Linked DNA regions of Gossypium hirsutum: all the other regions are linked to region 3. The links are chromatin contacts, called in public Hi-C maps. All regions are on one chromosome and are shown on one strand. Each heading gives the region's core, a stretch centred on a gene start, on an enhancer-like site or on the middle of the called end of the contact. The rest is flanking DNA. Distances are from core to core; before and after follow the strand shown. Region 1 holds the start of LOC107887152 (calcineurin B-like protein 2). Region 2 holds the start of LOC107887148 (protein decapping 5). Region 3 holds the start of LOC107887165 (receptor-like protein 4).

Region 1 (4,903 bases), core at 1,756-4,255, 350 kb before region 3:
TTTACTGGACAGTTTAGCAGAAACTTCTTATTAATGTGGTTAGAAATTTCCTCTGATAGCCTGCTTGGAGTTCCCATTTGGCTTGTTCTTCATATAGTAAATTCTTATGTAAACCCCAATGACTAGCAGTGTCTTTATTTGTAAACTATGTTTCTATCAAAGTCGTAAAACTTGGTATTTTGAACTTCAATATTGTCATGTGTAATGCTGCAGTAATTTTGTGTCACCTTTTAAATTCACAGCAGTGCTATTCATAATAGAAATTAGCAGCAGCTGCATTTCTTTGTCAATATAAGTGGATGATAACAAAGATAAATGACAGAACGTTATTGACAGTATTAGTGTTATTACTTTCACTGTTGAGTGATGATTATTATGACCTGTGGCAAATTTGCCTCTATTGCATGGCATATTCATATTGTTCACTGTTTATCTCTTGATCCTCTCTGCTAACAGAGTTTTCATAATTTTAGAGGGAAGAAATCAGATTCATGGTGGAAAGAGATGGTTCTGCGAAGGGAATTGTTTTCAGCCAATTCACATCTTTCTTGGATCTCATAAAATACTCCCTTCATAAGGTCTCTAAAATGAGAAACGAAACAAATTCTGTCATGGTTTCTTTGTGCAGATAAGAAAAGATGCTATCATAATAGATTGGCCTCTTTTGCAGTCCAGCATAAAATGTGTTCAACTAGTAGGGAGCATGTCCTTGGCTGCGAGAGATGCTGCAATTAAGAGTTTTACTGAGGATCCAGATTGCAAGATATTTCTCATGAGTTTGAAAGCTGGAGGTGTTGCCCTTAATCTCACAGTTGCATCACATGTAAGCAATATCTTATTGAATTCTTGTTTGGTTTAATCTCTGATATCTTTTGGGATCCATTTGCAAAAAAAAGGATTTATGGCATTACTCTCTCTTATTGGGATTACATTTTGTTTTAAATTTTGCAATTAAACGTTTCCTTATCTAAAATGAATGCTGTAGTGTTTAGGTTAAATTGGCTATTCCTTTGTGTACATTTCTTTTTCCTAAAGGCTTAAAATGGTAGACTTTGGACCTGATTAGGTTTTCTTGATGGACCCTTGGTGGAACCCAGCTGTGGAGCGCCAAGCACAAGATAGGATACACCGAATAGGGCAATGTAAACCAATAAGGTTGGGTTGTGATTGGAAGTTAATTTATAACAAAAATGTTAAGACTGGTTTGAGTTAATGAGACTAATTGCATCTTTTTTGGTGTGATGTTAGGATTGTGAGGTTTGTTATTGAGAACACAATAGAGGAGAGGATATTAAAGCTGCAAGAAAAGAAGGAATTAGTGTTTGAAGGGTAAGAGTTTAATTAGTTTTTGGTTAAATTTGAAGGAGTAATTTGAATGTTTAATGTGTTGTGGTGTTGTGTAGGACGGTGGGTGGCTCCACAGAGGCTCTAGGAAAATTGACGGAGGCAGACATGAGATTTCTATTTGTGTGAGCTGAGCTGGGTTGGGTTGGGTTGTTGAAGCCAAGTTCTAGTGAAATGTAAAATACTTCTCTCTTTTCTGTTTTTGCCTTGGGACATGTTATGTTTGGAACTTATATAGTTAATGCCATTATCTCTCTCAAAACTCATTGAATTTATCGACTGGCTTTTTGAATTTTTGTTCAAATAGTTTAGTCTTTTTTTGTAGATGATGTGGCATTTCATACCAACTTTTGAATTTTTTTAAGTATATAAAATTTTAATAAATCTAAAAAAATCAAATATATATAAATTAAAAGTTTCTAAAAAGCTATAAAAAATATTAACAATTTTAAAAAAAAGTTGTAGAAGTTTATAAAAAAAACTATACAAATTTTAATAAAATTTAAAAAATTACCAGGATAAGAAAGTAGAATTTGGATTTCAAAATTTTAGTTGGGAATTAAAATATTAAAATTTGAAGATTTTTAATTAATCTAAATTAAATGTTTGGATAATTCAACTTTAGATTTAGATTTTAATTAATTCTAAGTGTTAAAAATATATATAAATTTCTGAAATAAACCTGCTGGTGATTATTAAGTAAAAAAATAGAAGAGCTGTTACATCCACTAACCGTTGCAACGACTGGCTATCAGGAACGGTGCCATAATGGTTGTTCTGGGAAGAAGAAAAAAACAACAAAAAACCAAAACTAGACAACTTGAAAACAAACAAAACCACAGCCTAAAACTTTGAAAGATGAAACGACCTTTTACGAAATTTCGGTCCAATTTAAAGGTCATAATAGAGATGTGTTTAGTTTCTCTCAAGATTTAATAATGAGATCCAAATTTAAGTAATTAAAGTTAAACTTTAACTTATTCTTTTAAGATTTTATTATTAAAAAAATTTGAGAAAAAGAGTTGAAGCTTTAAGATGGTGAATTTTGGAATAATGATTAATTAGAAGAGATTAATTTTGTTCATGGGTCTAAATTCTCAATCTATGATAATAAGCTTATATGGAGAATGTTAACAAATTTAGACATTTCACTTCAAGGACCCTAATCAATCCCACAAGCTTAGGTGTTTTATATTGGATTTGAGTTTTAGGCTTATTATTTTATTATTATTTTTATTTTGAATATTTTATAATTATTAAGTATTTAAAGTTATTTAGGAGTTTTATATTAAGAATAAAGTTTTGTTTAAAATTATTTGTTGTTTAAATTAATTAGAGTTTTATTTAGATATACTTAACTAGCCTATATAAAGACTTCTTCATTATTCATTAAAGACACAATTGTGTTCATTAATCAAAGTTTTCAACTTTGGGAGAGTTTATTTTTTTGAGTAAGATTTCTTTCGTAATTTTTAGAAATAGTTTTTTCTCGATTTTCTTCAAGCAGTCGTGAGAATTTATTTTTCATCTTTAACAGAATTATTTCTTGAAGGATTAATTAGAGCTATTAAATGAATTTGTTAAATTTATATCTCAATGAGTTCAATTGAACTTCTATCTTTCTATCCTTCATTGCTATCGTTCCATCTTTCACTTTTAAACTTCATCTATTTATTTTTTTTATATATTATTATTATTTGTTGTTTGTTCTTAAATTTCTTCTTTTACTGTTTTTCACTTCTTTATTACTAAATTTATTTATTTCTTCTTTTCAAATCAGATACAAATCTTTCCTTATTGAGTTAAACAACATGAATTCAATCTGCTTTTGCCTTCATTCTGTGTCAACCAGCTAATCAAGCATCTGATCTCTCCATTCCCAGTGACTATGGCATCTTGACGATTTCTCCCATCTCGCTCCTTCAAATTTGACCACATCGGAGTCCCAAAGATAATCATTCCTTCGACGTAAAAAAACCTAATTCAATCCCTACCTTGCATGACCCTTCGATCCTTTTCTACCTCTACTTCCACCGTTCTTGGAGCTTCCTCTATCCAAAATCGAGGATCCCCGAATCTCTTTCCCTCCTCTGCTAGCAAATGAGCTGCACGATTCCTTTGATGAGGTATGAATCTAAACTCCATTGACTCAAAATTATCAGGCCTAAATTTAATCTCTTTTACCAAAACACTAATGGTCGATTTGTCTTCCTCAAGAGCCCTTAGTTTCTTTATAACAGCCAAGGCATTCCCCTTGACCACTACCTCTTGAAACCCTAACTCCTCCATAAAAATTACAGCTCTGAGACACGCCCTTGCCTTTGCCGCTGTCGAATTGCCATATTTTCATACGGGTAAGTACACGCCACAATCACTAATCCCTCATTGTTTCTAACTAATATGCCAGTTGTTGCCTTCTTTATTTATTGATGGAATGTGGTGTCAAAAATTACTTTCATTGTATCCCCAACTGGCAGTTCCCATGTGATATTATGTGATTGTTGAAATTGTGGTAATGCAAATTCCAAACTCTCCAACTCGTGCATGTTTGTCTTTACAAACACTACTACCCCTTTCACATTTCGGTTAACTACTTCATGGTAGATACTGTTTCGATTATGGTAAACCATAGTGCCCAGAAAGTGACCAACCATACTATGCATGTCTCCAACGTACTGTTTATGAATTCTTTAGCTAACCAGTGTTTCCAATTATTTTCATTGTTGGAGGAAAATGGCACCTTCAATTCTTGCAGAACTTGGACTGTGACTGGACACTCTCGAAACAAATGCTCAACTGAATCCTTAGCTCCACGACAGACAGGGTAGCAACTCACCACTGCCACTCTCCGAATCACAATATTACCAAGAGTAGGCAAAAGATTATTAGTAATTTTCCAGCATGTAATATTAATTTTACTAGCAACATTAAGGCTCCGTTTGTTTTCCTGTAAAAACTTTTTCGTAAAAGCTTTTTAGCCTTATCCTGTGTTTGTTTGGCTAAAAATGATTTTCCACTGTAAAACATTTTACAAAACATAAGAAAATGAGGTCTTTTTTGGGGAAAATCCCAGCATCAGAACTTTCTAAACGCTCTCTCCTTCTCCTTCCCCTTCCCTTCATTACGTCCCTGACCCAGGATTCATTTCTGTATAAAAAACAACCAGCAGTAATTTCGTTGACAAAAAGAAAAAAGCCCTAGCCATTTTTAGTCTTTTTAGAAATGAAACTCTCAACAATTTGGTGATTTTTTCTCTTCAATTTTTTCGTCTATTTCCCTTCAGCGACTTGCCAGTTCAAGCGAAACCAGTCGATTCAAGTTCCAAACTCAATTGTCAAAATAGACGGTGAGACAATTAACTATGGGAAATAATGAGAAATTGAGAACGGTTCTGGAATTATATGATTTGTTTGCTTGCTTCTTAGCAAAATGTAATAACATTTTTGTTTTCATATATTTGTTTTTCCCTCTGGTTGTTCCCCAATAATAATTGAAAAGAAACCTTTTTGAATCGATGTGAGATTAAAGTAGGTAGTTTTAATTAATTCCTACGCTTCAA
Region 2 (4,732 bases), core at 1,856-4,355, 280 kb before region 3:
TTTTGTAGGACAAGGTACTTCTCGACACCAAGGAAAGGGCATAATCCACTTCAAGGAAGAGCATATTATCAACTGCTAGAGTGCCTTGGTGTATGATACTTGCACCCTGCAAAAGACTAGGAGCTTTTAATTCCAATTTTGTCACATGTCAAATGAAATCCTACAGATTTGAATTCATGGTTTTGCTTCTTTGCAGGTTATTAGAATTCATTCTCCTATGAGAGCCAAGAGGAAGCAAGACTGGTCCGATGTACCAAGTAGAGAAATGATAAACAGAGCTCATGCTGCTGCCTTGCACTTTAAAAGGGGTCCAGATGGTCAATTGGGACAGTTTGGTAGTTGCAAGGTATGGGGTAATGTGGACCCAGACGACAGTGGGCCCATTTCAGGATCTTCAGACATGAGTGATGTGAGGAAACACTCAAATTACAGCAAATGGGAAACCATGCCTTTTAAGAGCATAAGAAAGGAAGCGCAAGATCATTTTAAGCAAATGGAAGGTGTTTCTATGTATAAAATAGATGGTAACAAATTGGACGATCTAGTATGCGTGAGACATTCTGTAAACTTCAAGGGCTAAGAAATATTACAGGTTGATGCCCTTCTGTATTCCTTTTGGTGGTGTGAGTGGGAGAAACGTTCCTTATCACCAACAAATCAGCAATGAGATGATGAGTGGCCGTTTGGGAATAGCAATCTGTCATTTTGAGTTTGGTGAAATGTTGTATGGTACTTCTGAATGCTGTCCTGTGTGTGAAGCATTGCCCATGCTTCCAATGTGGAAAAAGCCATGGAAGACATTTTGCTCTGTGGTCGCAAACTATGATTACTTGCTACAGGGTTTCTCTCTCCCTCTTTCTGGCTTTTCTGTTTTCTGATTTGAAGATTGTAATTGAATGGTGGCGAGGTGTCAGAATATCTCAATAGAGGGCAGTACAGTTGCTGTTTATGTCGAGGATGGATGTGGACTGGATAATCTGGGATGTTTGAAATTCAAATCTAAAATCTACTTAATTTAGGACATATCCGGGTTTCTTTTTTTCTGTTTGTTTTGTATTGTTTTTTTTGCATGCTTGTGCTGTCTATCGTTGCGAGTTTCCCCTTCATATCTACAAACTGTGGTTTTGTTGTTAGTTCGTTTGTGACATGTTTCGGTGACGAGGCTGGAACCGGACAAAATCTGTGATTCTAAGCATGGGTACATGCTCTAGACATATTGAACTATGATTCATCCAACCCCTTTTTCTTCAACACAGATATGTTTTCTGTATCTTCAAGATTGATTTCTTGTGGTAGAATGAGAAACTCATAAGCTTAATCGTACTAGTATTACATGAATTGGGCTGGCCGCCATCACCGTTCATAACACAGTTTAGACTAACTAAATAATAAGAGTTGCGATGCTGATATGCGGATCAAAGCATATCCACTTCCTTCTATTTTGTTTTGGGTTTTGAATCCCTTTCTCATAAATCTTTCTGCAGACTAATAAATTTAATAATCAGAAAAGAAGCAAAGCTATGTTTACCCCCAACAAAAACCTTTTACTTGTTGGTTTATTTTTCTTGAAGATAACTTGGGTACAAGTCACTTTTTCTTTTTTAAATGCCTTTTTTATTTTAACTTGAGAATTGGCATTGACTTTTAGGCACAACAAAATAAGTAAGATTTCTATTTATTTTTCCATTAATAATATCATGGTCTAAGTTTTTGTTTTTTTTGGAATCTTTTCTCATAAAATTCTTGAGGAGGAGGAGAATAGAGGGTTTAGAGGGTAATAAATAAGGGAATTTATAACCAGATGATAGTTTGGCGTTTTGTAAGGAGAGGATAAGAAAAGTGAGACGACAAACATAGTCTACATACATGCATTTGGCATGTTGAATCAAGATATACGCAAAGCAAGAGTAATAAAATATGGTTTCAATGGTAAGTTATTGTTTTCATTTGATGTGAATAAATACAATCTTGAAAATCCGATTCTCTTTGCATTCCCGTCTCGTAGTTGTTAATTCTCTAGTTTAATGCATGACTAGATCTAATAAAGTGGGTTTAGTTATTCATGTTTTATTGATACATAGAGATAAAAGCTTGGTTCTTAGGGGTCTGTTCTTTCGTCCAAGTATTTCTCTGCTCATAACCTTCCTTTCTCTGCGCTGGGGTGTTGCCATGTTATCAAATTTCCTTTATATTTTTTCTTTTATCTTATTTTATACAAACCATACTTTATCCACGCATTCAAAACCACTTAAATTTTGTTATTTCCAAAATTTTATATATGTGTAGTATCATCTCTCTTATTATTTTCACATAATCATAAATTTTATTCAATATAATTTTTAAAAAGTATCTTATTTTGTTTAATAGATTGACTCATATTTCAAAATTTAAAAAATCTAAAATTGAACAATAAGGATAATTGCAAATTTAATCTAATGATTTTAATTACTACTATTTTGTATCAAATTAAAATTTCAAATTTTAAAAGATTCTATAATTAAAAATAACTATAAAAATTAAATCCAGAATTCAACGGAACAAAAGACAAAAGCATTGTGTTAATTGTGCTTACCGTTTCCAATGGGGAAAAAACTGCAATTGTCTGTCTATTTATCTAATTGTATAATCCCATGTTTTAAAATTTGGTTTACTTCTCAAATTAATTATGCCATTAGCTATCAATTTAATTCAGTTGTTGGTTTAATAGTAATAAAAAAAATTATAAACTAATTCAACTATTATATTAAACAATTTAATTAATTGTTCCAATTTCATTCAAACAACATTAATATAATCTATTTATACAGATAAATGGCTTAATATCTCTTTTGGCCCTTATACTGTAGCTAAATTATCACTTTATTACTTTTACAATTTCTTTTATCAGTTTAACCCCTTGTATTATTATTTTATATACGGCTAAAAAACCTCCTTATCCAACCAAATGTTGCCACCAAGAAAACTCAAATTCCCTTAAAAAAATATTGAAAATTTATAAAAAAGAATTCCTAAAATTCACCCAAAAGAAAAATCTATAATTTTCTAAAAAAAGCCAAAATTCCGAATTTTTAAAATTTTATGAATATGTTTTTCATAGTTATAATTTTGAATGGCTACACCATCAAGGTTAAAGCCTTCTCAGCCACTTTATCTACAAGAACATCCTTCATTTTCTTTTAAATGAACTAATATTTGATGTATTCTAAGCTAAAAATTTAATTAATATTTAGATTTAGTCCCTTAACTCTATTCATCATTTCTATTTTCTTTATTTTTGAAATGTGTATTTCCTTTAATTTAACCTAATATTTTGTCGTAATTTATTTTTCATTAATTAAAACTATCTTTTATCATTTTTAAAAATAGATTATTTTTAGTTTTTCATAATTTTTTAAGTTTTAAGATTTTTTTTAAATGTCTGGATTTAAAAAAAAAATCAAGTTTAGCATGCCGTTGGTTATAATGATAGTAACGGAAAATTGAACAGTTTTTGAAATAGAAATTTGGATTGGGTAAAACTTATACAGATACCAAAATGGTAATTTAGCTATAGTGCAGGGCCAAAAGAGATATTAACCCAAAAGTAAAACACATGAATTTTATCTGCGATACTATCTCAAATAAACAAAGGCGTCGTCCACCCAGTTCACAATCTGAAACCCTAATCTCTATCTTTTCAGTTCACTTTCTCTCTCTATTAAATTCTCATGTTATAGCAAGGAAGAAGAAAAGAGATCGGTTAATGGAGACGGGCAGTTCGAGTACGAAGTCGGGTTCAACAGCCGATTCCTACATTGGAAGCGTAATAAGCTTAACTTCCAAGAGTGAGATCAGATACGAGGGCGTTCTTTACAACATCAACCCTGACGAGTCCAGTATTGGATTAAAAAACGGTACCCTCTTCTCTTCACTTCTCTTCCATTGACAACTATTTTGCGTGGGCTCTTTATTGACTTCAAGTCGTGCACCTTGATTTTGCTGGGATTTGTTGTTTGTACCCGCAAATTCAACTCAATTACTATATGGGCATCCGTCAACTCATTCTTTAGCAAATTCAAGTGTTTTTTATTGGTTTCTCTGCTCTGCTCTAATTTGTTTACTTTCTCGAAATCCGTCACTACTAGTCTTTTATGCAGTTTTATGGCGTGTTCCTTTTGAATTCATTGTATATACTTGTGCTTTTATTTCTGTTTGGGCAGTACGATCATTTGGAACTGAAGGAAGGAAAAAAGATGGTCCGCAAGTACCCCCAAGTGACAAAGTTTATGAGTACATATTATTCCGCGGAAGCGACATTAAGGTATTATTATGCTTACCTGCTTTCACAAAATTCATTTGCCCCCAATCTTAATTTTCTCGTTGTGGAGGTTTTTTCCTGTGCTTCTTCACTTCCCAAGTAATAAACTTGACCAAGATGTTATTGAATTTTATAGTCACTAATGAAATTTCTTTTGGCTTGGTTTTGCAGGATTTACAAGTTAAATCTTCACCACCTGCACAGCCTACCCCATCCATAAATGATGATCCTGCAATTATCCAGGTTAAGAGTTAGAAATGAAACATTAATTTAAGTCTGACTCATTAAATCCTGAAGATTTCCTATCATTGCAGTCTCAGTTTCCGCACCCAGTTTCCACAACTACAAGCGCGCTTTCTGCTGCTACCCGACCTTTAACCGATCCTGCTACACGTGCTGCTCAAATGGGACTACCGGGGTCTAATTATCAAGCAG
Region 3 (4,877 bases), core at 1,088-3,587:
CAATTGAATCAAATATTGCTTTTAAAAAAATAAAAACATAATTTGAGACATAATATACGACATTTGAGAAGCTCTTATTTGAGCTCTTTGAAAGGTTTAGCTTTCATTTGAGCAATTTTGTAAATATTAGACCCTTATATGAGCATTTTTAAAGGTTTGACCTTTATGTGAGCCACCTCTATAAAGTTTGGGCTCCAATTTGAGCATTTAGCCTATAAAATAAAATAGATGATTTTATACATTTATTTATTATTATTTTTTGATAGAAATATATTTTTGATAAGAAGACTTTTTTAGTTAGTATAATATAAACAACTTGAGAGATCTGAATTAATATTATACCCCTCTAATCTCAACCTCTTTTACTGTCTCCCTTTATACTCCCACCCCTATTTTATAGTGGCAACTAATTTCTTTCCTGTGGATGCACAGGTTGATCGCATGCAGTAATTGAAATATGTTATGCTTTGCATATAAAAAGTAAAACAAGTTTTTTTTTTAAAGCTTAGATAACAAATCTAAGATAACATCAATAGCTAATGTAATATATCTGTGACTAGTAACGACTGTCGAATGTCATCCTCCAAAAGTTCCCTTACATATCTAAGGGGTTCCTAAAAAACAACCAATTGGTCCATCACGCCACCATTTGCTTTCGCAATGCAATCCGCAACTCTGTTGGCCTCCCCCTAAATATGTCTAAACTTAACTTCCCAATGTTTTAAACACGACTGATGAATGCTTTTAATTTTATCAACATTGTTTACTTATGCCCAACTATTTCGAATAAATTCAATCAACATAGCATTATTACATTCTAATATTTAAAAAAATATAAAAGAGTCAAATTGTATAAGCATATAATATAATTTCGTTAGTTAGTAATCATATTTATAATCTAAATTATTTAGTTGTTGATTACCATATTTATAGTCAAATATGTTGTAATTTACGCAACCATATTTTAACATTGAAATAAATAATAATTACTGAAATACAAGGTCAGTAATTATAGGAAAAAGGATTCACCTAATAACAATAACTAAAAATGATTACAAGTTGCACGGATAACAATATCACTTTTCATGAAAACAACATCTCACTAACTAATTTTTCCTAAAGTTTTTTTTACCCTATGATGCATAGGTTGATTTTTTGGATTAATTAAAATATATTAAATTAATGTATGTTATTTTTCTAATAAATTCTCTCAAATAACATAAGTAAGAAATTAAAATATAAAAAATATGGGATATAAAATTAATTTGTAAACAGTACTAAAAGATAATTTTAAACTACATTTAAATATTTAATTATATTTTAAATTATTTAAAAGCTTTTAAATTTCTTATAATTTTTAATAAAATTTAAATTTATTTTAAAATTTTTAAAATTACTCTTAATATTAATGTAATTAAATATTGGAATGTAAATAACTTATATTAATTTAAATATTATTATTATTTTTAATATGGATTGAAATATATCTAAAGTAAATGATAAGAAAATAATCATCTAAATTATTTATCCACTTTTAAAAAAGTTAAGGCTTTATTTGAGCACTTTCAAATAAATTTTACTAAGAATACTTTCTTTTGGATGGTATGATATAATCAAGAGATGCGAATCAATATTATACTCCTGCCCCTACGCTGCGTCCGATGTAGGAATTGATCGCATATAATAATTAAAAAATAAATTAAATTGAAACCAAGTATATTAAATTGTTTCATTAGTTAATACGAAATCATAATTATAGGAAAAAGTGTTCACTTCATAACAATAAATAAAAAATGCTGACATGTTGCGCGGATAACAATACCACTTTTCATAAAAACAACCTTTCACTAACTAATTTTTCTTAAAATGCATCAAAGCCTTATTTTAGATAATATCTTATTTTCTTAATTCTGCATCGCACTGGTTAATTTTGCATTTTAATTAAAAATATATTATTATTTTTTTAAAATTAATGTAACTAAAGATTGAAATATAAATAATTAACACCAATTATTTTTTAAATATTTAATTTAATTATTTTTAAAGATTAATGTAATTAATAGTAAATTACATTTTATTATTTTTTAAAATTAATTTAATTAAATATTGAAATATAAATAATTAGATAAAGAATAGTATTATTATTTAATATGAATTGAAACATATTTAAAGTAAATTATAAGAAAAATACTATTTAATTTATTTTATTATTTGAGTATTTTCAAAAAGCTTTTACTTTTCCAATTTGAGGATTTAGTAATTCGATTTTATGCTTTTTATTTATTTATTTTTAATTGGTATTATGTAAACAAATTGTTGAAGTGTGAATTAATATTATATCCCACTAATCTCGCCCTCTTTTACTGTCTGACTTTATACTCCCACCCCACCCCTACTTTATAGCGTCAATGTCCAAAATCAAATCCCCCATTTCCTATTATGTTTCTCTCTCGTTCCACCATGTCCTTCCTCTTCCTTTTCCTGCTCTCCTTGGCTCTCCTCCTCCACTCTTCCTCCCCTTTGCCCTACCCTTACAGTAAGCCACTTCCACCACCTTTTGTTTTTCTTTTCTTATTCTCGCTCACTATCTTCTAACTGCTGCTATTGTATTTTGTTTTTGTTTTCTTTGCAGACACTAGCTTCCACATTGACTGCGGCAGTTCCACTCCTTCCACCGACTCCTACAACATCTCTTGGCTACCCGACAAATTCTTCACTGGCGGTTCCACCTCCGTGGTCTCCGAGCCCCTACATTTCCATCTTCAACACGAAAAGACTCTCCGTTACTTCCCACTCTCCTCCGGTAAGAAGAATTGCTACAATATCCCCCTTCCTGCTGGCCGTTACTACATCCGTACTTTTACCGTTTACGACAACTACGACGGCAAATCCCATTCCCCTTCCTTCGACGCTTCTGTCGAGGGCACTCTCGTCTTTTCCTGGCGCTCTCCTTGGCCCGAATCTCTCACTCGAGATGGCGCTTACTCCGATCTCTTTGCCTTCGTCAAAGACGGTCAACTCGATTTCTGTTTTTACAGCATTGCCACTGACCCTCCCGTCATCGCTTCTCTGGAAGTCGTCCAGATCGATCCTTTGTCATATAACTCCGCCCAAACCAGCGATAGCTACATTCTAGTCAACTATGGGCGACTCTCTCCCGGTTCATCACAATGGGGACCCGGTTTCACATCCGACCCGGACGCCTTCGGCCGCTCCTGGCAATCCGATTCCGATTACCGAGCTGGAAAGTCGGAATCCGCTAAAGTTATAACCACTAAAGAAAAAATAACTGGTACCGATAAAGCGCCGAATTACTTTCCCATGAAATTGTACCAATCGGCGGTGACAATTGAGGGACGTCTGGAATACGAATTACCAGTGGATGCAAAGCTTGATTACTTGGTGTGGTTTCATTTTGCGGAGATCGATTCGACGGTTAAAAAGGCAGGGGAGAGAGTGTTCGATGTGCTGGTCAACGATAAGAATGTGAGTAGAGTGGATATATTAAAGGAAGTTGGGAGCTTTGCGGCTTTTAGTTTAAATTATACGGAGAAGAATTTGAGCAGTTCTGTGTTGAATGTGAAGCTGTCGCCTGTGGCAGGGGCTCCGTTGATCTGTGGGCTTGAAAATTACGCCATGGTTCCAGCTGATTTGGCCACGGTTCCTGAACAAGGTAAAGATGCTGAATTTTTATTATTTATATGAACTTTTTAGTGATTTGCATGTTAAGTTGAAAGTTGCGTATGAGAGTTTGGTTGGTCCTTGAAATCATTAGTTTTCTATAGGAAAATTAGACTTTTTGGGTAGTTAATTTGATTAGGAATGGTGGTGGGTAGGATATGCGATTTTATTTATTTGTCTGAATCTACAAATTTACCTAAAAGTCCGAACCTATTTATTTTCCGCAAATTATCCGAGTATTAAATACTTTTTATCTGTTGGATATCCGAATCTGAAAAAATCCAATTTCGAAATTTTCATTTTTTTTTATATCCAAATCCACACATCTGAATTCAAATCTCCTAAATTCTGAACTTATAATCTTATGCATATAATGTCAAAATTATAAGCATTTTGTAACGAATGAATTTGGATATCGAAATCCACATCGGTTATCCAAATAAGTAATGTACCCTTGGATTATGGAAAACCGGGTATCCACCCAAATCTCTAGTGGATAGTAATTTTAAAATCTGAATCCGCCAAAAAGAAAACAGATCGGATATCCAAATAGCTTTCTATTTAACATGTGATTATAATAACTATTATTTTATTAAAGTAGGTGCCAAGGGGAGATCGAGTTCTCATAATGAAAACTTAAAAGTTTGAGTCTGTGTTCCATTTATTAATATTTCCCCAATATATGTTAGAATCACTTACGAAGGATGGCCATATTGTCACATGTATTCATCTAGTGGGTTATAGATGGTTGTGATAAATGCGTGAGTTTGGCAAGAAAAAACGGGAAATATGCTTGTCCTTGTTCTAGTTTCCTTGGAAACTGGAGCAAATCCTTAAATGGGCCTTATATTGCGGTTGGTGTTAAAGATCAGGACTTCGAAGGAACTGATTCTTGGAAGGAACAATAGTTCTCTTGGTTTAGAAAATGAATAGATAGAAAAAGTTCACATGTAAATAATGTTTGTGCTGAAGAGAGAAATTGGGATATATATTTCTGAAATAGATGTGTTACTTATTTGGCAATCTTGTAGTGGTCGCAATGAAAGCATTGAAAGATTCACTCCGTGTTCCTGACCGAATGGGTTGGAATGGTGATCCATGTGCTCCTACTGATTGGGATGCTTGGGAAGGAGTTACATGTCATACTAACAAGAATGGAACTGGCCTTGTCATTACTCAAATGTAAGTGCCGCCTT

Evidence for each region. Hi-C and Micro-C count contacts between places; a contact is called where the count stands out from the background.
Region 1: a Hi-C map of leaf shows a contact between it and region 3, with 2.0 times the contacts expected there. The contact joins the promoter of LOC107887152 here to the promoter of LOC107887165 in region 3. A contact is called at or near these places in 4 of 34 Hi-C or Micro-C datasets (leaf and petal).
Region 2: a Hi-C map of leaf shows a contact between it and region 3, with 3 times the contacts expected there. The contact joins the promoter of LOC107887148 here to the promoter of LOC107887165 in region 3. A contact is called at or near these places in 13 of 34 Hi-C or Micro-C datasets (anther, callus, hypocotyl and 3 more).

What each region holds. Positions count from the first base shown.
Region 1 is chrA03:56,653,540-56,658,442 of Gossypium_hirsutum_v2.1, reverse strand. It overlaps LOC107887152 (calcineurin B-like protein 2), which reads left to right and starts at 3,005. Exons shown (of 9, transcript XM_041103838.1): 1 at 3,005-3,470; 2 at 3,645-3,698; 3 at 4,074-4,214; 4 at 4,628-4,903. It overlaps LOC107887153 (DNA repair protein RAD16), which reads left to right. Exons shown (of 17, transcript XM_016811307.2): 13 at 474-578; 14 at 671-823; 15 at 1,067-1,155; 16 at 1,249-1,329; 17 at 1,404-1,619. The coding sequence ends at 1,473.
Region 2 is chrA03:56,588,011-56,592,742 of Gossypium_hirsutum_v2.1, reverse strand. It overlaps LOC107887148 (protein decapping 5), which reads left to right and starts at 3,105. Exons shown (of 8, transcript XM_016811299.2): 1 at 3,105-3,893; 2 at 4,200-4,300; 3 at 4,469-4,540; 4 at 4,612-4,732. The coding sequence starts at 3,593. It overlaps LOC121222835 (sialyltransferase-like protein 1), which reads left to right. Exons shown (of 11, transcript XM_041103842.1): 10 at 9-90; 11 at 197-1,270. The coding sequence ends at 580.
Region 3 is chrA03:56,302,145-56,307,021 of Gossypium_hirsutum_v2.1, reverse strand. It overlaps LOC107887165 (receptor-like protein 4), which reads left to right and starts at 2,337. Exons shown (of 9, transcript XM_016811324.2): 1 at 2,337-2,536; 2 at 2,633-3,673; 3 at 4,713-4,863. The coding sequence starts at 2,440.